Regions from separate parts of the Mus musculus genome. Here regions 2, 3, 4, 5, 6 and 7 are each linked to region 1. Evidence: chromatin contacts called from public Hi-C and HiChIP or PLAC-seq data. All regions are on one chromosome and are shown on one strand. The core of a region is the stretch at or near the end of the contact, and the rest is flanking DNA. Distances in the headings are between cores, read along the strand shown. Region 1 overlaps Gm51680 (a long non-coding RNA gene). Region 2 overlaps Gm34974 (a long non-coding RNA gene). Region 3 overlaps Paqr5 (progestin and adipoQ receptor family member V). Region 4 overlaps Gm34424 (a long non-coding RNA gene). Region 5 overlaps Gm34974 (a long non-coding RNA gene). Region 6 has its middle 23 kb from the start of Gm39350. Region 7 has its middle 7.9 kb from the start of Gm34828.

The links. HiChIP or PLAC-seq counts read pairs in DNA pulled down with a chosen protein or histone mark. Hi-C and Micro-C count contacts between places; a contact is called where the count stands out from the background.
Region 2: a contact with region 1 is called in an H3K27ac HiChIP or PLAC-seq map of large pre-B cells, with 14 times the contacts expected there. The contact joins two enhancer-like sites. A contact is called at or near these places in 4 of 15 datasets of contacts at CTCF or cohesin (CD8 T cells, large pre-B cells, pro-B cells and 1 more), 2 of 484 Hi-C or Micro-C datasets (bone marrow-derived macrophages and hematopoietic stem and progenitor cells) and 12 of 115 datasets of contacts at active chromatin or transcription factors (CD8 T cells, T-cell acute lymphoblastic leukemia, acute myeloid leukemia and 8 more).
Region 3: a CTCF HiChIP or PLAC-seq map of large pre-B cells shows a contact between it and region 1, with 4 times the contacts expected there. The contact joins two enhancer-like sites. A contact is called at or near these places in 1 of 15 datasets of contacts at CTCF or cohesin (large pre-B cells) and 1 of 484 Hi-C or Micro-C datasets (CD4 T cells).
Region 4: a RAD21 HiChIP or PLAC-seq map of pro-B cells shows a contact between it and region 1, with 4 times the contacts expected there. The contact joins two enhancer-like sites. A contact is called at or near these places in 1 of 15 datasets of contacts at CTCF or cohesin (pro-B cells) and 1 of 115 datasets of contacts at active chromatin or transcription factors (embryonic basal ganglia).
Region 5: a contact with region 1 is called in an H3K27ac HiChIP or PLAC-seq map of T-cell acute lymphoblastic leukemia, with 15 times the contacts expected there. The contact joins two enhancer-like sites. A contact is called at or near these places in 4 of 15 datasets of contacts at CTCF or cohesin (embryonic stem cells, pro-B cells and stem cell-derived epiblast-like cells), 14 of 484 Hi-C or Micro-C datasets (CD4 T cells, the G1E-ER4 cell line, bone marrow-derived macrophages and 10 more) and 9 of 115 datasets of contacts at active chromatin or transcription factors (CD8 T cells, T-cell acute lymphoblastic leukemia, Th17 cells and 6 more).
Region 6: a contact with region 1 is called in a CTCF HiChIP or PLAC-seq map of large pre-B cells, with 7 times the contacts expected there. The contact joins two enhancer-like sites. A contact is called at or near these places in 2 of 15 datasets of contacts at CTCF or cohesin (large pre-B cells and pro-B cells), 3 of 115 datasets of contacts at active chromatin or transcription factors (acute myeloid leukemia, embryonic stem cells and memory CD8 T cells) and 1 of 9 other capture datasets (embryonic tail).
Region 7: a Hi-C map of bone marrow-derived macrophages shows a contact between it and region 1, with 20 read pairs. The contact joins two enhancer-like sites. A contact is called at or near these places in 2 of 15 datasets of contacts at CTCF or cohesin (CD8 T cells and large pre-B cells), 13 of 484 Hi-C or Micro-C datasets (B cells, CD4 T cells, CD8 T cells and 8 more) and 7 of 115 datasets of contacts at active chromatin or transcription factors (CD8 T cells, T-cell acute lymphoblastic leukemia, Th17 cells and 4 more).

Annotation. Positions count from the first base shown.
Region 1 is chr9:60,990,215-60,992,971 of GRCm38.p6, forward strand. The region is part of intron 2 of Gm51680 (a long non-coding RNA gene); the gene reads right to left. Among named protein-coding and RNA genes, the nearest start is that of Gm5122, 25 kb to the right of the region's middle. Within about 2 kb of position 1,472, at least 142 of the 459 cell types and tissues checked have an H3K27ac peak or open chromatin away from gene starts, as enhancers often do. A contact at or near this core is called in CD8 T cells, T-cell acute lymphoblastic leukemia, Th1 cells and 8 more, where this site is marked.
Region 2 is chr9:61,857,954-61,860,653 of GRCm38.p6, forward strand. It overlaps Gm34974 (a long non-coding RNA gene), which reads right to left. Exons shown (of 6, transcript XR_001779199.2): 6 at 2,224-2,700. Among named protein-coding and RNA genes, the nearest start is that of Gm34828, 37 kb to the left of the region's middle. Within about 2 kb of position 1,443, at least 46 of the 459 cell types and tissues checked have an H3K27ac peak or open chromatin away from gene starts, as enhancers often do. A contact at or near this core is called in CD8 T cells, T-cell acute lymphoblastic leukemia, double positive thymocytes and 4 more, where this site is marked.
Region 3 is chr9:61,982,054-61,984,753 of GRCm38.p6, forward strand. All of the region lies in intron 2 of Paqr5 (progestin and adipoQ receptor family member V), which reads right to left. The region is part of intron 1 of Gm35152 (a long non-coding RNA gene); the gene reads left to right. Among named protein-coding and RNA genes, the nearest start is that of Gm35152, 6.7 kb to the left of the region's middle. Within about 2 kb of position 1,373, at least 75 of the 459 cell types and tissues checked have an H3K27ac peak or open chromatin away from gene starts, as enhancers often do.
Region 4 is chr9:61,532,109-61,534,808 of GRCm38.p6, forward strand. Gm34424 (a long non-coding RNA gene) reads left to right here. Exons shown (of 5, transcript XR_379518.1): 5 at 1,286-2,139. Among named protein-coding and RNA genes, the nearest start is that of Gm34424, 24 kb to the left of the region's middle. Within about 2 kb of position 1,428, at least 2 of the 459 cell types and tissues checked have an H3K27ac peak or open chromatin away from gene starts, as enhancers often do. A contact at or near this core is called in pro-B cells, where this site is marked.
Region 5 is chr9:61,881,018-61,883,759 of GRCm38.p6, forward strand. Gm34974 (a long non-coding RNA gene) reads right to left here. Exons shown (of 6, transcript XR_001779199.2): 2 at 1,182-1,260. Among named protein-coding and RNA genes, the nearest start is that of Gm34974, 16 kb to the right of the region's middle. Within about 2 kb of position 1,389, at least 14 of the 459 cell types and tissues checked have an H3K27ac peak or open chromatin away from gene starts, as enhancers often do. A contact at or near this core is called in CD8 T cells and T-cell acute lymphoblastic leukemia, where this site is marked.
Region 6 is chr9:61,617,339-61,620,038 of GRCm38.p6, forward strand. No RefSeq gene overlaps it. Among named protein-coding and RNA genes, the nearest start is that of Gm39350, 23 kb to the left of the region's middle. Within about 2 kb of position 1,328, at least 79 of the 459 cell types and tissues checked have an H3K27ac peak or open chromatin away from gene starts, as enhancers often do. A contact at or near this core is called in memory CD8 T cells and pro-B cells, where this site is marked.
Region 7 is chr9:61,828,950-61,831,728 of GRCm38.p6, forward strand. No RefSeq gene overlaps it. Among named protein-coding and RNA genes, the nearest start is that of Gm34828, 7.9 kb to the left of the region's middle. Within about 2 kb of position 1,497, at least 19 of the 459 cell types and tissues checked have an H3K27ac peak or open chromatin away from gene starts, as enhancers often do. A contact at or near this core is called in CD8 T cells, Th1 cells, Th17 cells and 3 more, where this site is marked.

The DNA of each region.
Region 1 (2,757 bases), core at 222-2,721:
TTTCCTCTGAGAAGGAGGCTAAGGATGCTGAGGCCCACGTGATCAGTGGGAGGGTAGGGGAAGCCTGGATGACTTTGCCAGCACTCACTGGTTGCTTAGTGAATACAGGGTCTGCTTTCCCTCTGCATCAGCAGAGGTTACCATCTCCAGGCTGTAATAAAAGCAAGTTTAATCTGAAATATTAGAGATTTGCAAATCCGGGTTATATGATGGAGTATAGGCATATCTGGGGAAGCAAAAACAATACTAATGCGGATTTAATTTTTAAAAATTGTTATTTATGTGTACACATGTGCCTGCTTGTCTTTATGTGCACCATGTGCATACAGATGCCAGAAGTGGATACTGGATCCCCTGCCCTTGGGTTCTGATCTACCTAATGTGGGTGCCGAGGAACAGAATCTAAGTCCTCTGCAAAAGCAAGAAGCACTCTTAACTGCAGAGCCATCTTTCCAGCCCCAACTTTTAATTTATTTTATTTCGTAGTACCAGGTATTAAACTCAGGACCTTGCACATGCGAGCCAGTCAAGCACCCTACCGACGAGCGATGTGAACAAGCCCTTTTATCGATGCAATGTTGACGTGTGAGGCAAGGTCTCACTAAACTGCCCAGGTGAGGCTTAAACGTGGGATCCTCATGCCTCGGCCTCCCAAGCAGCTGGATCACACAGGGCCACAGCTCCAGGACTGCAAACCACGGTTCTAAAGGTGAAATGGGTCTGTGGCTACCCCATCCCCGGCATGCCCGAGCTCATCTAGAGGTGAAGGGAGCATGGCTGTTCTAAGGTCCTTGTTTACAGGGATGGGCCACATGCAGGGTCTGGCAGGTCCGTGCTGTCCGTGTGGTAAGATCTGGTAGCCTTTGGTCCAAGGCTCTGTTTTCCAGAGCTCTTGAAATATTTTTTATAACAGCATATGGGAGTGACAACCAGCTGACCCCAAGTCTTGTCTGCTCTATTAGATTCCCAAAGGACTCCACTTTAATTCGGACAACTTTTACGTCAGCAACTGAAGTCTCTGTCAGGGGACTCATGCAAAATAAGCACCTTTATCGAGGACCTCAGAAAGAAAAGGAGATTTTCCTTGATGAGGGCAGGACCCACGTTGCCTCAGGCACCCACCCCTTCCAGATGGCAATGGGGCATCAGCTCCATCACAGCCCGTGCCAGCCACCGTGTGCCTCCTAGTTCCATTTTACTCTAGGAAGAATGTGAGTCTGCTTGGCTCAAGTATGTGTGTTCTTGAATTTGCACATGTATTTGTGTGAGATCTTAACCCGGCAGGTGGGGTGTTGGGCACCCTTATAGTCCTGTAACCACTAGAGGCTGTTCATGGGAACCGGAGCACCAGGCAGTCAGCCTAGGGTGCCGGGAACACTGTCTTTCTGTGGCTAGTGGTACTGAGCAGGATGTGTAGAAAGGAGACACCCAGTGAGGAGGCCTGTGGCCCCAGGCCGCCACACTTTCTCTTCCTCTCTCTGACGGCAGAGGCAGCTTCAAGCCTGCTCCTTCCTGCTTGTGGCTGAGCTCAGTCAGTTCCGCTTTCACTCTTGTCTATAGCAAACCTTCTGCAGAACCTCAAGTTTGCCTCCACCAGGAAGTCCTCCAAGCCAGTGCTCTCCCCAGCTGTTTCCTTTTTAGGCTTTCTTTCTTTCTTTCTTTCTTTCTTTCTTTCTTTCTCTTTCTCTCTCTCTCTCTCTCTCTCTCTCTCTCTTCTGGGCCCTGTACACTTCATAGTACCACTAGTGTTCGTCTTCTCTATGCACACTGTGTCTTTTTGCGGTCTCTGAGGTCTCATCAGGCACCATTTATGTGTAGTCCTGATGCTATTAGCACAGCACTATTTGAACAGAGGTACCTGGGCTTTATAATGATGGAGACAGATGAGCTGTGGATGGAAAAGGACCCTGGGCCTTGAGGCCCTATCATTCCTGCCTGGGACCACTAGAGTCACCCTGCACAGATAAAGGATATTTGCGTAGACCACAGGGGGGAAATCTCAGCCTAATGTGCAGTAAAAGCAATTGCACAGTGGTGACTCTGGAAGAGATTAGAAGGAAAGGCCCTCTGCCTTGGCCCCTCAGGTGTGAGTCAATTTCCACCGACGAAGGCCTGCATTTGAATGGCTTTGCTCTCCTTGCTGACAGGGTGGCTTGGGCAAACTTCAAACCTTAGGCTTCTTCAGGCAAAAGATGGGGAAAATAAAAGCCAGTGGCCTGAAACTGTGCTAAGTGGCTTGGCTGGCCTGGGGCTAGAGGGCAAGCTTTAGCCTGCTGAGGGAGCCGAGAGGAGTCTTCAGTTGAGAAGACTGTAGAGGGCCTCTGAGACTGAGAAGAGGGGAAGGACCTCTGTTCTCCCTCTGCTGCAGGCTGGGTACCTGGAGAAGCAAACTCATAGGCCTACTTTCCTAGAAGGTTCATATTTCCAGGTTTTTATCCTAAAGCCAAATATACCAGAAAGGATTTTTCAGATTCAAATCTTGGGGTTTGCACAATTAAAGAGACCCTTCTAGTGAATGCTGCTTTAATGAGACTTTTCTCTGGGGCATCGGGAGGCAGGAATGCTGGTTAAGCTATGTCCATTTCCTTTCTTCTAAAGTCCCAATGACAACCAAAGTTTGACCCACCAAAGCTCCTCCACCCCATGAACCCATGAGTAAGGGGTTATTGCTGGGAGTGTGGGTGACCCCCAAAGTAGCCACTCTGAAGTCTTCGCCTAGCATGGACGATGGCTTCCTCTTGGCTACATAGCTCTACC
Region 2 (2,700 bases), core at 193-2,692, 870 kb after region 1:
AAAGGAAGCACACACACACACACACACACACACAGTGGTGAAGCTGAAAGCCAGCCAGAAGCCACAGAAGGCAAAAGGCAAGAGATGCGATTTAATGACTTAGTGACCTCACGTCAGCGGCAGCCACTTATGAGTGCTGGTGGGTTATTTCCCTCTTGAACTAACTGGTCTTGAACTCTCAGGTTTCCCTGCTGATTTGCCCAGATCATTCTGGAACGAGGTCTTGGCCACACTTCCTACGCCTGAGGAAGGGGTAGGTACAGACCAAGAGCAACCCTGGGGTCTCTGCCTGGCCCCTCTCAGCCCCACTCAGGTCTGACCACAGGCCTTACACACTCCTGCCTGCAGCTGCAGCCAGCGAGACTGAGCACACCCCAGTCTTTGGATGTCCCTGCCTGGGGAGGCTAGGCCACTAACGCATCTTCTGGGTTTAAGAGTGCTGTCACTCCGCTAAAGCTCTGGGACCATCATGGACCAGGATCTTGTACTGTTCAAAAATATCTAGAAATGTGGGGCCTCGGAGAAACAGGAGGCCCCTGCGAAATGGTGCCAGGGAGGAGGCTCAGCTCTGTTTTGCAGCCCTCACTAAACAGGGATCATTGTGGGTTATGAAGCTACCCACCTTGTCCTGCACAGCACAGGAGCTTCCTCAGAAGCCCAGATCTGCGGAAGGGGCAGGGGAGACAACTGCAGGCAGAGCCATGCATGCAGTGACAGACTCTGTCTCAAAAAACGGCATGCAAGGTTTGTGAGGTGGCTCAGTGGTTAACAGCATCTGTTGCTCATACAGAAAACAAGAGTTTGGTTCCCAGTGCCCAAATCAGGCAACTCACAACCATCTGTAACTCCAGTTTCAAAGAATCCAGCACCCCTTTCTGTCCTCCATGGGTGGCAGGCACACACACAGCATACATACATATATGCACGCAAAACACTCATGAAGGTAAAATAAAAATAAATACATTTTTTTTAAAAAGGTGAACATCACCTAATGTCAACTGAGGCTCTCCTATGAACACATACATCCATGTGTGTGTGTATTTGCACACGTGCAAGCACAGATTAATTCTCCAAACACCAATGACACAGGAACTGTACAACCTGACAACCCCTCTCTGTGGACTGTGTAGTGACCCATGGCCACCTAAGAAAGTCACTCAGAATTTATAGCTTCAAATTCATGCCCCATAAGGTCCAATTCTGTGGGTTGTCATCAACTGACAGGCAGCCTTGTCTTGCTGTCCTCATAGGCCAGCCCCTTCCACAGGGGCGACCCGTGGGCCACCTTGGTGATGCCTCCAAGCTGAAGCCACAGGAACGCTTCCAATCTCCAGCTGACCTGCGAGAGGGAGTTGGGCAGCAGAGCTCAGAGGCTCAGAGCACAGAAGAGGACGCAGGGGACGCCCGATCTGAAGTGTGTGTGCTAGGCAAAGGGAAGGGAGGGGTCAAACGTGCACGCGGCGACCTGATGGATCTTAAAGCCACAGGGGAAGGAAACACTCAGACCTAGGACTGTGATTGATAAGCCATTTAAGACTCGAGGTAGGATCATTTTGTGTGTGAACAGGTTAGTAAGAAAGCTTATTGGAATGGCTGCTGGAGACGTGAGGGGGGAATGGAAAGAGGGGGGGTTAACTGCGTAAATGAATTAATAAACACAGGGACTTGTAGAAACCAGCCGCAGTGGAGCCTCGGGCAGGAAATTAACTCAACCCTCTACACCGGAAGTGACAGGAAGCAGCCCTCTCTTCCACCTGGGTCACTTGGGGTGATACCACCTACCACACTACAGCTTTTGAGGGAAGCTTCCTTCAAGGTGACTGGTTTGTAGGTGCTGGTGGCTGGTGCTTGGTTTTATTTTGTATCCAGATCTCTCTCTCTCTCTCTCTCTCTCTCTCTCTCTCTGTCTGTCTCTCGTTCTCTCTCTCTTGTTCTGTGTGTGTGTGTGTGTGTCTCCTGTCTCTCTGTTTGTTTCTGTGTCTCTCCTGTCTCTGTCTGCCTCTGTGCCTCTCTCCCTGTGTCTCTCTCTCGTTCTCCCTCTCTCTGTCTGTCTCTGTCTCTGTCTCTCTCCAGATCCAGATCTGTATGGCACAGACTGATACCCATCCCTTTCCTCTCCAGATCTTCTGCAATAGACCATCTCCCCAGGAAAACCCACCAGCATTCAGCCATCTAATAGCAGATCTACAAAGCCCTCTGGTTGAAATTGCTACCACCTCCTTCACAGATCAAGCCCTCTTGAGTTTCAAGCAGGAATATGAAGGACACTTGCTCTTATGTCAACTATGACACTTCAAGTTGCACATAGCAGCACACAAACAGCTCAAACTCACTGAAATAAAAAAAAAATGTTGTATGCCTGAGCAAGCCTGGTTTCTAACTCCAGCTCCTGCCCACTTTGGGTGGGAACCGCCCAGCAAACCTCTTAGACACAGTGTCCTCTAGTGGTCACTTCTGGTCTTACACCCTCTGCAATAGCTAGCTTGGTAGGATCAGGAAATCAACTAAGGTCTTTGAGCAGATAAGTCTATGAGAGCATTTCTGAGAAGGATTGACAGAGGAGAGAAAAGACACTCCTAGAGTGGGTGGCGCCCAGATATGAGGCTGATGTTGAGGGGAGAGCAATGATGCTCATTTGCCTGCCTTGCTTCCTGTTGATGAGCACATCTACCTCGACATCCTCCCTGAAGCCACCTATTG
Region 3 (2,700 bases), core at 123-2,622, 990 kb after region 1:
TCTTCACTTCCTGTCCAAGTGCCACAGAATCTTCACATCCTCCTTATAAAGAAGAGTCCTGGATTGACCTCAGGATGGAGGGTGGTGGTGGTGGAGGTGGTGGCGGCATCTCTCCATGTTCCCATCAGTCTCGGGAGTCAGGCCTCAGGCCTCCACTTTCTGCCATGATGCACCCCTCCCACACTGCTAAGCAGGGACTGTTGAGAGGTACAACTGTCATCCCTTAGGGTACAGGACACTCCAGTCCTACTCTGAGAAACAGAATTATGTCTCCCTTCAACTTTACACATTAAAATACTACTACCCCAACACCCTGTATTTGAAGCTGGCCTCGAATTCCCCATGTAGACAAGGATGACCTCGGACTTCTGATCCTCCTGCCTAAGTACTGAGATGACAGGAGTGTACCACCATTCTCTGATGGAGAGCAAACCTATGGCTTCATTCATTCTAGGCAAGGGTTCTAGCTGAGCTACAACCTCAGCCCTGGCAACAGGGTCTCCCCGAGAGGATGACACTTAAAATTAAGCCATTTAGAGTGGGTTGTTATCCAGTGTGGCTGGTGACTTTCAGAAGAGGAAGTCTGGATTGACAGAGTTCCCAGGTGTGGACCCCAGTGAAGAGGCTACAAGAAGGAGGCCCCAGAGGAACAGCCCTGCCCTCACCTGATCTTGGCCTTCCGGTACCCGAGCTGAGAGGAGATAGCCAGTAGGATCTAATCCTCAGCGCTTCCTCCCTGGTTTGTCAGCGTCATCCCTAAACCGGCTCTTTGGCAGGTCACCCAAGGGTCTCACTGCACTTGGTGGCTTGTATAAGAGTCTGCAATTATTTATGTATGATTATCTGGGACACTTTTATGTAGCCCAGGCTGAACTTGAACTCATTATGTAGGTGAAACTGGCCTCGAACTCCTGAACCTCCTGCTACTGCCTCTAGAGAGCTGGAACTATAAGGCTGCCCCAGCAGGCCTGGAGGAGAGGCGGCGTTTCTAACAGGCTTCCTGGCAGACACTGACACCTCTGTCCTTGCAACCCAGCTGCCACCTCTGTGCCCAGAGTCCAGTTTCTCTCAGAAGGGGATGTTGCCTTTAAGTAAGGACAACAAGATGGAGACAGGGTAGGGTGTTAAGGTTTGAGTCTAAAATACCCCCATGGGATCATGCACTGGGGGCGTGGCTGTCTGCCACTGATGGGCCTTTGGGAAATGACTGGATACTGAGGGTTCTAACCTAGACAGACAGTGGATGGATGTCCTGATGGAAGTGTGCTCTAAGCTTTATGAGAGGTGTGGAAAGGCAGGCGGTGGGGCCTGGTTAGAGGAAGTTGATCAGTGGAGGTTACCATGGGAACTCTACCTTGTCTTGGTCCCTTCCTGTGTCCCTTTTCTCTGCTTCCTGATTGCTGTGCTGTTAGCTGCTGGGCCACACCCTCCCTGCTGTGACATACTGAAATCTCTGAGCCTACTCCTTCCTCCTTTGAAGCTGTTTGAACCAGGTGCAGTGAAAACACTAAGCTTAGCATTAGTGGCGCACGCCTTTAGTCCTAGCACTTGGGAGGCAGAGGCAGGTGGATCCCTGAGTCTACAGAGCTAGTTCTAGGATAGCCAGGGCTACACAGAGAAACCCTGTCTCAAGACAAAACAAACAAATAAACAAACAAGAATGTTATGGAACATAAACACAAAAGGACGTGAAAGGCTGGCACAGGGAAAAGACAAAAACCAGGGTGTATCTAGGTTGAGGTTTGCAGGCAGAAAGGTCAGAGTGATGCAAAGTTGCTGGATTTCAAGATGGAGCCAAGGAGTGGGAAGAGCAAGGAGCTCTTCTCTCTGCGTCTTAACTGGGATTCTGGCCCATCCACCCACAGCACACTTGCACTGTACAGGGCTGGAAGATAATGATTGCTGGTCTATTGCCCTTCCTTTTGTTTCTTCAGTGCTAGGTATGGAACCTGGGGTCTGAAGTGTGTGAGGCTGTTACATAAGCCACCAAATTTGTAAGAACTGGTTAAGGAAGTAGAAGGAAGCTATCAAAGGCCAGAATTTGACAAAAATCCCAAGCCAGGCAGGGTGCACATGGTTTGAGTTGCTTGCTGGAGTTGGTAGCTTTTTTTTTTCTTCCAGATTTTTTATTTCATGTGTGGGTTATTTTGCGTGTAATGTCTGTACATCATGTGTATGCAGTGCCTGTGGAGGCCAGAAGAGGGCGTTGCATCCCTTGGAACTGGTGTTACAGACAGCTGGAAGTTAACATGGGCTAGGAACCAAACCTGGGTCCTCTGTATAAGTAGCCAATGCGTTTATGCACTAAGCCATCTCTTCAGCCCCTGAAGGCTTTTTTTTTGGGGGGGGGGAGCAGTTCAGAGGTGTGTACTTCATTCTCTAAATGATTCCAGGATAACTTCCTAAAATATGTAGGCAATTTGACCTTAAACTATGTTCATTTCGACCAGTGAGAAGGCTAAGAAAAGTGAACATGTGGATTTCATTTAGATAAGATACACAATGATTAGAAGGAGTCAATGAAACAAGAGAGCTCCAATTTGGTCTGTTGTGGGTAATTATATTAATTATGACTATGAGTTCTCTATTGATATTTGTTATAGGATATTGTTAGCCAAAGCTTAAAAAAATGTATCTACATGTATCTATGATGGACTACATAACAAGAACCTTTATCTCAATCCTCTTTCCAAATTAGGT
Region 4 (2,700 bases), core at 178-2,677, 540 kb after region 1:
GGTATGTCTGATGCCTTGGCGTGTCCCAGACCCCCAGTCACAGTCTATGCCAAGTTCTAGTTCTCCAAATTCTGCAGAAGATGAAAAACATCCCCTCAGATTTGCAGAGTGCCATGGCTTTGACTACTTCTAACTAAAGCGGAAGATGCCAGAGGGGATATTAACTATCTGTGGGGCATATTGATCTACTGGTCCCACACTAGTTAGGAAACAATTAGTGGTCAATATGCAACACAAAGTGAAACTTGTGGCTGTCAGAAATATCCCCCTGCCCGTACACCTCTATTTTATAGCAAGAGAAATCACTCGGGGAACAGAGGGTCTCACAATGTCCCTACATGGCCAGTTAGCCTGGCAGAGAGAGTGCTGACCAGAGAGACACAGGTCTGTACTGCTCTGCCGACTTCCTGTGGAGCCTGAGCAAGTCAGGTCTCCTCTTTGGGCTGGGACTTTTTCTCCTCTGAAAAGGTCAAGGTTGCGACCTGACTACAGAAGATGCTGTCCACCAACTGGGCTCAGAGGATTCCATGGGAATGCCTTCCTTAAAAGTTGTCAAGTCTCAGAGCACAGATGAAGTCTTTGTGCCCCTTCCCAGAGGGGGTGGGGGCTGTATGCATGCATATGTCCTCCTGCTTACCCATGCACTAGGTGTGGAGGCCTGAGGTCCGTATCAAGCATTTTTTTCATCACTGGCCTCATTACTTTTTGAGAAGTCTCCCACTAAACTTAGAACCCACTGCTTCAGCTAGGCTGGCTGGCCAGCTAGCCTGTAGGATCCACCTGTCTTCTCCTGGCCCCTCTCCTGCACCAGGACTGGGGTTATGGACACAAACCATCTTACCTAGCTCTTTTATATGTGTGCTGACCATTTAAATTCAGGTCCGTATGCTTGCACAAAAGTCAGGCTCCACACTGAGCCATCTCTGAGCCATCTCCCTGGCTTCTTCCCCTTCATTCCTCTCTCAGTGTCCTGTGCTGCCCTTCACCCGAGGCCTGGCTGTGCTCAGCCAATTGTCAGCTGACCCTTGGCTGAAGGATCCACTGACAATGGAGAATGTTACCTCTATCTAGAAGAACAGCTAGCTCTTCCTTGGTATTCTCAGAAGATGGATTCCGGGAACCCAGATCTGCAGATCCGCCAGTCCTTCGTATAAAATGGCTTAGCATTTGTAGATCATCATGTACGCACTCTTGTGCAGGTTCCTTTCAGCACTCATGTGATGTAAGAGCTGTGTTAATAGTGTTAGTGTTTAGAGAATAGTGATTTTTCTTTTTTGTTTTAAAGTTGTCCTGGCAGCTGTGCAGGATGTTGAAAGGAAAGCAGGCCCCGGGGGAAATTATGTCACACCAAGTCATCTTGACCACTGCCGTGAAGAAGCAGGAGGCTAAAAAGGTGGTGAGTTCTCTGACAAAACGCCTAAGCACTCCCACATTGGATAGGCCATCTACCGTAAAGAGACCTCGCCTGTGTTGTCATCAAAGGACCCGCTACACCAGGCTTCTGTGGCAAAGGCCTTCCTCTGTAAGTGGCTCAAAGTACCCTCTGTGATCAACCGGTTCACTCAGGCCTGGACCAGCAAGTACTCAGCTGCCTAAGCTCACCCACAAGTGCAGGCCAAAGCCAAGGTAGGAGAACAAAATTACCAGTGCCGAGAGGAAAGCTACTGGCAAAGGGGACATCTCCACCATCGGAAGACCTGTCCTTCCAGCAGGGATCAGTGTGGCCACTACTTTGCTGGAGAACAAGAAGGCTCATCTGGTAGTGATCGCATGTGATGAAGACACCATCAAGCTGGTGGTTCTCCCACCTGCCCTGTGTTATAAGATGGGGTCCCCCTACCGTATCATCAAGAGAAAGGCAGGGCTGGATGCCTCCCCACGGAAAGATATGCATGACTATAGCCTTCATGCACAATAACCTGGAAGACAAAGGCTTAAGCTGGTGGACGCTATCAGGACTGATTCCAGGGACAGATATGAAGAGATCCCCTGCTACCAGGGAGGAAATGTCCTAGTTCAAAAATCTGTGGCTCAGGTTGCCAAGCTGGAAAAGGCACAGGTCAAAGACCTTACCACTAAACTGAGTTAAATGCACACTGCTAAGCCTCCTGTACATAAATACAATTTAAAAATTGCCCTTCAAAATAGTCTATCTGTATTCAGTATGGAGCAACTACTTTTCTGAGTACTTTTTGACCTTTGGTTCAACCTGAGGACAGAGCACCCCTGGATATGGAGGTTCAGGTGCGCTTACAGTTTAGTGGGGGAGGCTGGGACAGCAAAAGCCATGATGAATGCTGAAAGGGAGGGTGGAGGGTCAGAGACAGTGGCACATGGAAACAACACAATGCTTAGAGAAGGGACGGAGAAGTGATGTGCTGAGCGTCAAACACTTCAGGACATTTCCACTGAGAAGGATGATGGTTTCTTGCACTGCAAGGCTCAGTGTCTTTGACCATTGCCTTCAGCATGCCGCAGACTTCATACAACGTGACATGTATAGGCTAGCATTCAGGCAAAACTGATGTGGCTAAGTCAGAGCTGATCTCCCTGCCTTGCATTGGACCTGCAAATTAAACGCCTGGGAGAGGCACACATATGAAGTTTGCTAAGGTGGGGCCCTGGTTCCCACCCCTGTTTTCAGGTGCGGGTGTCTACATCTCCTTCCTACTTGGAACTGACTACACTGTGGAGTCTAGT
Region 5 (2,742 bases), core at 139-2,638, 890 kb after region 1:
GACTACAGAGTTGTCCTCTGACCTCCACATGCACGCCATGGTCTATTTGTATCCATAAGCATGCACAAACAAACACGCATGTGCACGCGCACACACGTGCATGGGCACACACACATACAGTAAATAAATCTAATTTTACAAAGACTTTTTTTATTAGATATTTTTTTATTTACATTTCAAATGCTATCCCAAAAGTTCCCTATACCCTTCCCCCTCCCTGCTCCCCTACCCACCCACTCCCACTTCTTGGCCCTGGCGTTCCCCTGTACTGGGGCATATAAAGTTTGCAAGACCTAGGGGCCTCTCTTCCCACTGACAAAGACATTTTTAAAAGACCTAGAGACAGCTAAGTCAAAACAACAACAAGGATGGAGAGAGAGAGAGAGAGAGAGAGAGAGAGAGAGAGAGAGAGAGAGAGAAGAGATGAACAGTCAGGACAAACCATAGCCCATTACCAGAAATTTATTTGTGCTGTTCGGTCAGCGGGTTGCCAGCTAAATTTAATATGGATCTATATACAAAGAAAACTCCTTGTTCTACATAATGAATATTTAATCATGCATGGGTCAGGCAATTTCACAGAAGTAATTAAAAGCAGTCTTTTGTTTATTGCTCAAAAATGATAGCAACCTGCTGCCCCAAGCCGCAGATACACTGACACCCTGAAAACATTACCCACTGACACATGTTATTAAAGAGGAATTAAAGGTCACTTTCTTCCTGTCCCCTCAGAAGTTAATGGTTCTAAGCCCTTCTGTCTGCTCAGGCGCAAAGTAGAGTTCCAGGGAAGCTTGCCCCCAGACAAAGCTAGAGGCTAGGGAAGCCTCAATTGATCCACATTTTTCCCAAACATAAATCAGAACATACGTGAGAGACACGTAGGAAAACAACCAGTCAGCTGGGGAGGTTGCTCGGTTGGTAGAGTTTGCCTGACATGGATGACACTCTGGGTTTGATCCCCAACACTACACGGAAACAGATAAACAGGTATGGTGGTGCACAGCTACAAATCCATGAAGGAGGTAGACGAAGAGAGACTAGACGTTCAAGGACATTCCTGGGTACATAATGAGCCTAGGCTGAGCGACATAAGATCCTGAAGAAGAGGACAACCTACAGGGGTGGGGGTGGAGACTAGAACCCATTTCCCAGGTGTTGTGAGAAGCAGTGAGATCACTCACCTTACACTGTATGATGGCTTGAATGAGAAGTGCTCCTCGTTTTGGGCCTTTGAACATGTGGTCTCCAGTTGGTGGCACTCTGTGGGGAGATTTAAGAGGTGTGTCCTGCCTACTTCCAGTTTTTACTCTCTGCTTCCAGCTTGTGACTCCAGGTGTGAGCCACCAACTTCCTGTCTCTGCCCCCGTGCCCACTGCTTGTTGCCATGGCTCTGCCCATGGAACCGGAAGCCAAAAGAAACCCTCTTCCTTACACTGCTTCTAGTCATGGTGTTTTATCATGGCAACAGAAAAGCAGCTGTGTACCATGCATACAGAAAGTGCTTCCCCAAATGCTAGCCTTTGTGCTTTGTTTTCAATGCTAAGGATGGACCCAGAGCCTTCTGTATGGCAGGACAAGGCTGTACCACTGACCCAAACCCATACCCCTGTGATGTTTCTTTATCACTTCTTCAAAAATGTGGAGCCTGATCCCTCTCCCCCTAGCTGTGCACCAGGCTCAGTGACAGGCTTCTGGCAAATAGAGCGGAGTAACTGAGGGTGGGTAAGCTAATACCAGGTCGTAAAGGACATCACTTCTTTCAGCTTCTCTCCTTGGGTGGGATGTTCAAAGGAGCAGCTGGCTGTCGTGACATGGGCACACCCCAAGAGCCTGGAGGAGGCTTAGGTGGGAGGGAACCAAGGTTTTCCGCCAATGACAGACAGGTGCTAACTTGAAAGCTATGCGAATCCTGTCATGCAAGATGACACCCATGTTCTACCTGCATCTTCAGAGATGACATCCCAGGTAGACAACTGTCTACCACCTGAGACCCCAGTCAGCCCCTGTGTCTCTCCTGAGCTTATCTCTTGGCCTACAGAACCATTCATGGGTTTCATACACAAAGATCTGAAGTGATTTTTTTTTTAAGAGGAGAAACGTAAGTAATTCAGTCAGCATTAGAAACAAGAAGAACCAAATCCATTCTCTTTAAATAAGGTTCGTGTTCTACTGCTCCCCAAAAGCCATTCAATTTCAAAGGCATTTGTTGGGGTCAGGGAGATGGCTCAGTAGGTGAAGGCACTTGCTGCCAAGCCTGATAACCTGAGTTTGAACACTGGGCCACATGGTAGAAGAAGAAAATAGACACCTGTAAGTGACTCTCTGACATCCACATAACTGCTGTACCATTCACCCTTACTTCCTTTTCTTTTCTATTTTTTAAGTTTTATTTATTTATTTTATGTATATGAGTACACTGTCGCTGTCTTCAGACACACCAGAAGAGGGCATCAGATCCCATTACAGATGGTTGTGAGCCACCATGTGGTTTCTGAGAATTGAACTCAGGACCTTTGGAGTCCTGAGCCATCTTTCCAGCCCTCTTACTTTCTTTATTAGGGTTACTATTGCTGTGATGAAACACCATGACCAAAAGTAACTTGGGGAGGGAGGGGTTTATTTGGCTTACATTTCCACATCATTATTCATCACTGAAGGCTGTCAGGACAAGAGCTCAAACTGGGCAGAACCTGGAGGCAGGAGTTGAAGCAGAGAACATGGAGGGGTGCTGCTTACTGCCTT
Region 6 (2,700 bases), core at 78-2,577, 630 kb after region 1:
CCACAGGTTGAGAACGGCTGACCTAGAGGGAGGCCTGCCTTCCATATAGATAACTTAGCTGAGCTCCACCTCCGTAGACCAACTCTGGCAGTCAGGAGCTGGTGGGGACCAGATAGAGCAACCCCCTACCCCTACCCTAGTGTCTGTGGAGATGTTTCCCTAAGCTAGGGCTGGGGCAGAGCTGGGAAGTCAAGCTTTCCTCCTCTGGATGCTCAAAGATCCCAGGAACAGATCCATGGAGGACCCAGAATGTACTGGGAAAGAAAGAAGGCTATTTGAGCTCACCAGGCCTGCTAAAATGGAGGACCACAGGCTGTCAGTGACAGAGGAAATCAGTTTCCTCCAGGTCTGGAGGCCGCCATCCACGGTCAAGAGAGGGCAGGCTGATGTCTTCTGAGGCCTTCTTTCCTGGGCTTAGAGATGGCTATCTCCTTCCTGTGCCTTCCCACTGTCCCCTCAACCCCCACTGTAAATACTGTGTCCTAAATTCCTCCTCTTCTAAGGACACAGTCTTACTGGATTAAGGTTTACCTCAACGCCCTCTTTTTACTTCACCGCTATAAAAGCTGAGCCCAGATAGAAGTCCTGAGGTCTAAGGAGTCGCTGACATATGAATCCGATAGGACATAGTTCAATCCACTCTAGAGACCCAGGGGTTGATAAATGTACTTCTTGTGTCTCTGAGACAGCCGGGACCTCAGCACCTGTAAACCCACCCAGCTACAACTCACTGAGCGAGCGCATTGCTGACCCTTTGAGACCCCCCACCCTCACTACCCTGGCAATAACTGTTCTCCTGAGTCAACAGCTCTCAGGTTCCAGATTACCTCTTGGTAGGGAAGCCACTGAGGGTAAGAGAAGACCCCTGCCCTGACTCTGAGCCCCTCAGTAACGGGTCCTCCTCAAACCTGAGCTTATCAGCCCATGGCTAGGATCCCGTAACTTGGGATGACATTCTCAGAGCACTTCCGGAGCGCTCGGCCTCCTTTCTCAACAGGCAGAGGGGACTTCTGGTTTGCTGCTCATGGGAAAAAACAACAACAACAACAACAAAAAAAAAAAAACCACAAAAAAACCCCAAGAAATTCCAGTAAGGGATTAATGACTTAATTATAAATGCAGTTTGGAAATGTAAAGGTTATTAAGGAGGGAGAGAGATGCATGCTAATAAGAGACACGCTATTAACAGCAGAATAAAGATCCATTGTTGGCGCCACCATAAAGTTTTCCAAGTTTGGTAATAAAAACCACCTGGCCTGCACCAGGCTGGCTGCCATGGTGACGCACCGCGCTCTGGATCCGGCTAATGAGGCTTGTCTGCCGGCCTCTGATCATGCTCCCTAGGGGGTTTAGGCTTCCTGGTAAAATTGGCCCACAGGCCTCAAACCACTGCAGAGACAGGCAGGCCCCCAGCTTCTCAGCTACCGCCCACTGGGCCCTGAGCGCTTTGAGAGTCACCAGAAACAAGCCATTCCTGTTCCCACAGGAAACTAGCAGGCTGTTCTAAGCTGTGTGACCTTGCCCCTGTTTCTCAACCTCTCTGAGCCTGTTTCCTCATCTGCAAAGCGTGGAGATCTTACATCTGGCTCTAGGGAAGAGACACACACATGTAAAGTACCTCACACAATCATGGGACCGTCTTCAGAGGCAAGAGCACCAGAGCATCTCCTTCCAGTAACCCCACTCTAGCCTACTTGTCTCAGGTTACCTGGCAGCCCCACCCCTAACTGTGTCTGACCTCATTCACCACAGTGTGCCCCGGCACCCTCCCAATTTGGGCTCCCACATTCTTGAGGCTCTTGTAGATGCCACTCACACAACTCTGGCTGACCTCAGCTTAGGACATCTCTGGACAGCCCTGGCCCCACCCTGGGCTTGGTCATGGAACTTCACTTTGTGCTTCCTAACAACTGTAGAAAGATGGATGGCAGAGGAATGAGGAAAGGCTGAGGGGAAACTGCTGTGGCAGCTGGAATGGGCTGGGTCTGAAAAGTCTACTCCAGGCCCATTCCCTGGAAGCCTCAGTGTTCTCATCTGCAAAATGGCAACAATACTCCCTCTGGAAGACTTCCATGTGGGAAAGCTCTCACCAGCACAGGTTTTCAGTAAGGGCTCCTAACCATTGTTCTTTGTGTGTGTGTGTGTGCTCCAGGCAAGGGGCATGTGGGAGTAGGTATGCATGTTAGCATGTATGTGCACATGATGCAAACGCCTGCGGTGGACGCAGCTAGTTAGCTTGCTCCAGGGATAGGCTGCCTCTGCCTCCCTCCTGCTGGGATTGCAGGGGTGCTGCTGTGCACACTGAGCACTTACATGGCTGCTGGGGATTCGAACTCCCGTCCTCATCCTTGTGCAGCAAACACTTTCATCAGCTGAGCCACCTTACAGGGAAGTGGGGACAGGAGGAGCAGGGGAGGGAGCTGGCTCATCTAAAAATGGGGAAGGTAATGAAGAAATCTCCATCTAATTAGACGGGCTGCAGTTTTAATCAGACAGAGTTTCTCTGGCAAAACCTGTTTGCATGTTTTCTGTCATTCAGCCAATGTGTTAATTAGGCAAATAATATTAATAATGATATTCACTTTGGGAAAGTTAAGAGGGGAGGAGAAGGTGGAAGTGACAGTTTGGGGCTGAGCAGCCTGGAGCAGGGAGGGGTGTTTAAACTCAGAGGCAGCAGAGAGTAGAAGCAAGGGGTCTGAA
Region 7 (2,779 bases), core at 247-2,746, 840 kb after region 1:
AGCTCTAAGGAGGTAACAGGCATCTGAGAGCCATCCAGGGTGCTCACGAAGCCCAGTGGTGAGGGATTAGCTCTGTGGACACTGCTGAACTCTAAGACTCTAGGATGGAATCCTGGGAGTGCTGGAGACATCCAAAAAGTGGTCTCTCTCCCTACTACATCCCCAAGCATCCAGAGCTTGAGCCAAGGTAAATAGACTGAAGGACTGAGGAAGACTTGCATCTCTAGCCAGTCCCACCCAGGAGTAGCCTTATGAAGAGGTTGGAGCCTCAGGAGTTGGCCATCCTAGAGGAGGGACAACAAAGTCATTCCAAAAAGAAGTACCCCACAGCTGAGTGCCAAGGAACAGTTCCATGTCCCGCCCCAATCCATCCCTAGGTGACTGCCCACAGATCATGCCTGACATTCTGGAGGACAGATCATCTGCCCATGTGGGAGGGGTCACAGCCGGGAAGTAAAGGACAGTGACCTACAGAAGACAGATAGGGAGTGTGGGAAATTTGGTGTCACTAACAACCTCTCTTCCTAGAGAGCCAAGCAGGGCTAGAGGTGACAGATTTCACCTGACCTTGGTCTTGTGTGATCTGGAGATGTGTCAATCATGACCACGTGCCAACACCAAAGGAGATCAAACAGGAGCAGAGGCTGGAACAACTCCTGGCAGAACAGCACAGCCAGCTAACAACTCTCAGAGTCTGTTTCCTTCCCATCCCTTCCCCAAGACCAAAGTGCCTCCCTGAGCCTGATCCTCAACACATGGACCTCAAGGTACAAGGACCAGATGAGAACCCCAGATCACCTGAGCCCCTTTTTACAGAGACGGAAACCGAAGCTCTGGAAAGGAAAGGCTCAGCAGAGCATACATGCAGCTGCTGGAACGGAACACCAGTTCAAAGCAGAGCAAGGATGAAGCTCTCCATCCCACATGGCACCACCCCTGCATCACCCCACCCCCAGGCGCATCTGTCCGTGAAAACTGTTACTGTCAGTCGCCGCCCTCCCCAACCTCCATCCTTCCCTTCTTCCTGAAACCAGAACATTGTGCAGAGTAGAGAGGTGGGAGTAGGGCAGCCAGTGGGCAGAAGTGTGATGGTGAAACTCAAGGTACTGGAGAGAAGAAGTCTGGGGACAGCCTCATCACTTTGGGCCATGCAGCCTGGCTGTTGGTACACTGCGCCCCACTGTGCTTTGTCCTGGCTCCTAGCTTGCCCTCCCAGGTTTGACGCACAGCAGTGAAATGCAGAGCTGACCGAGAGAAAAAGCACCTAATCATGTAAGACCCACTCCTGAGAAGCCAAGGCGCGTCACACCCCCAGGTCCTGGTCCCAGGTGCTCTCTGTAGCCCACTGGATGTAGTTGGCCTCATACAGCCATATGAAACTACAGTTAAAAAGGCACAGCAGCAATCCGGAGCTCTCCCTGTTTACGACAGAGTACCACCTCCTACAGCAGCCGCACCACCTTCGCCCACACATGCCTGATGCCACCAAAACAGGCTGTCACAGCAGAGACAGGCCTCTGGTGCCCTCTACTGTTTGACACTCCTGCACCATAGCTGGAGGATGGCACCAAGGCTGGCAGGGGAGACTGGGGAATGGCACCTGCCCCCATTGGGTTGTCCCAGTTTATAACAGCCCCTCCATCCATTTTCCAAGGGGATCCAAAAAAGCATGATACCGCTGCCAGGGGTAGATCAGCAGGGTGTGTCTTGTTGACAGACCACCTAGAGGAATGGCTTGCTAGTGAGCCAGCATGGTAGTGCACATCTGTAATCCCACACCCAGAGAGGCTGAGGCAGGAGGATCCCAAGTTCCAGCCAATCTGGGATGCCTAGGGAGACCCTGATCAGAAAAGAGCTGCTAGTAAGACAGGCTCCTCTCCATCATGGACTGTCTCTCTGCAGAGGCTGCTTCCAGTGTCCCCAACTTGTAGTTCAAGGTCATCACTACTCACAAGGACAATAGCCTCCCTAATTCTGCCCTACTTAGGATCCCCAAGAGTCAAAGAACACAGAAGTAAAATAGCTAGAGATGTATGGCTAGGTATGGAGAGCCACATACAAAGACACATGCCTCTCTCTCCTCTCTCTCTCTCTCTCTCTCTCTCTCTCTCTCTCTCTCTGTCTGTGTGTGTGTGTGTGTGTGTGTGTGTGCGTGCGCGCGCGCTCATGAATATACATATAAAGAGAAAGAAGGAGGTCGAAAGGGAGAAGGGGAAACTGTTGTGAACTGTCCCCTGTCCACTGTCTGCAGAGCTGACCAGTGCCTAAAGCTTTTGGGACGAGATGACATAGCCGGGAGTGTCTAACCCACCTGACAGCAAGTACAGGCCAGAATATATGGGAATTTGGCCCAAGACAAAACTTTAAACTTACTTAAAATACTATGAAGTGGTTTCTGTTGCAATTTTTGTAACTTGAGTGCATGATTCTCAATCACGAACTCTGTAGATGATGTCATTCTGCCTGCTGCCACTCAAAATAACCATAGGCCTGGTCTAGCAATGCCTGGGCCATGGGTAGGATGTCCCTGGAATAAAGTGCAGCTCAAGACAACTCTTCATCAACCAATATGCCCCCAGAGAAGCCAAAGAGAGGGGCTCCTCGGCTCTAGATCACAGTCTCTAGTTCAACTTCACAACATCGGCCTGGAATCCACTGGATTTCTAATCACCTAGACAGAAACAGGCAGTGGGCTTGATTGATTTAAATGTTAGTCTCGGACATAAAATATTTTGTGATACCTTGGCTGGTGTCTGACTAAACCACCAGTCACCGTAGC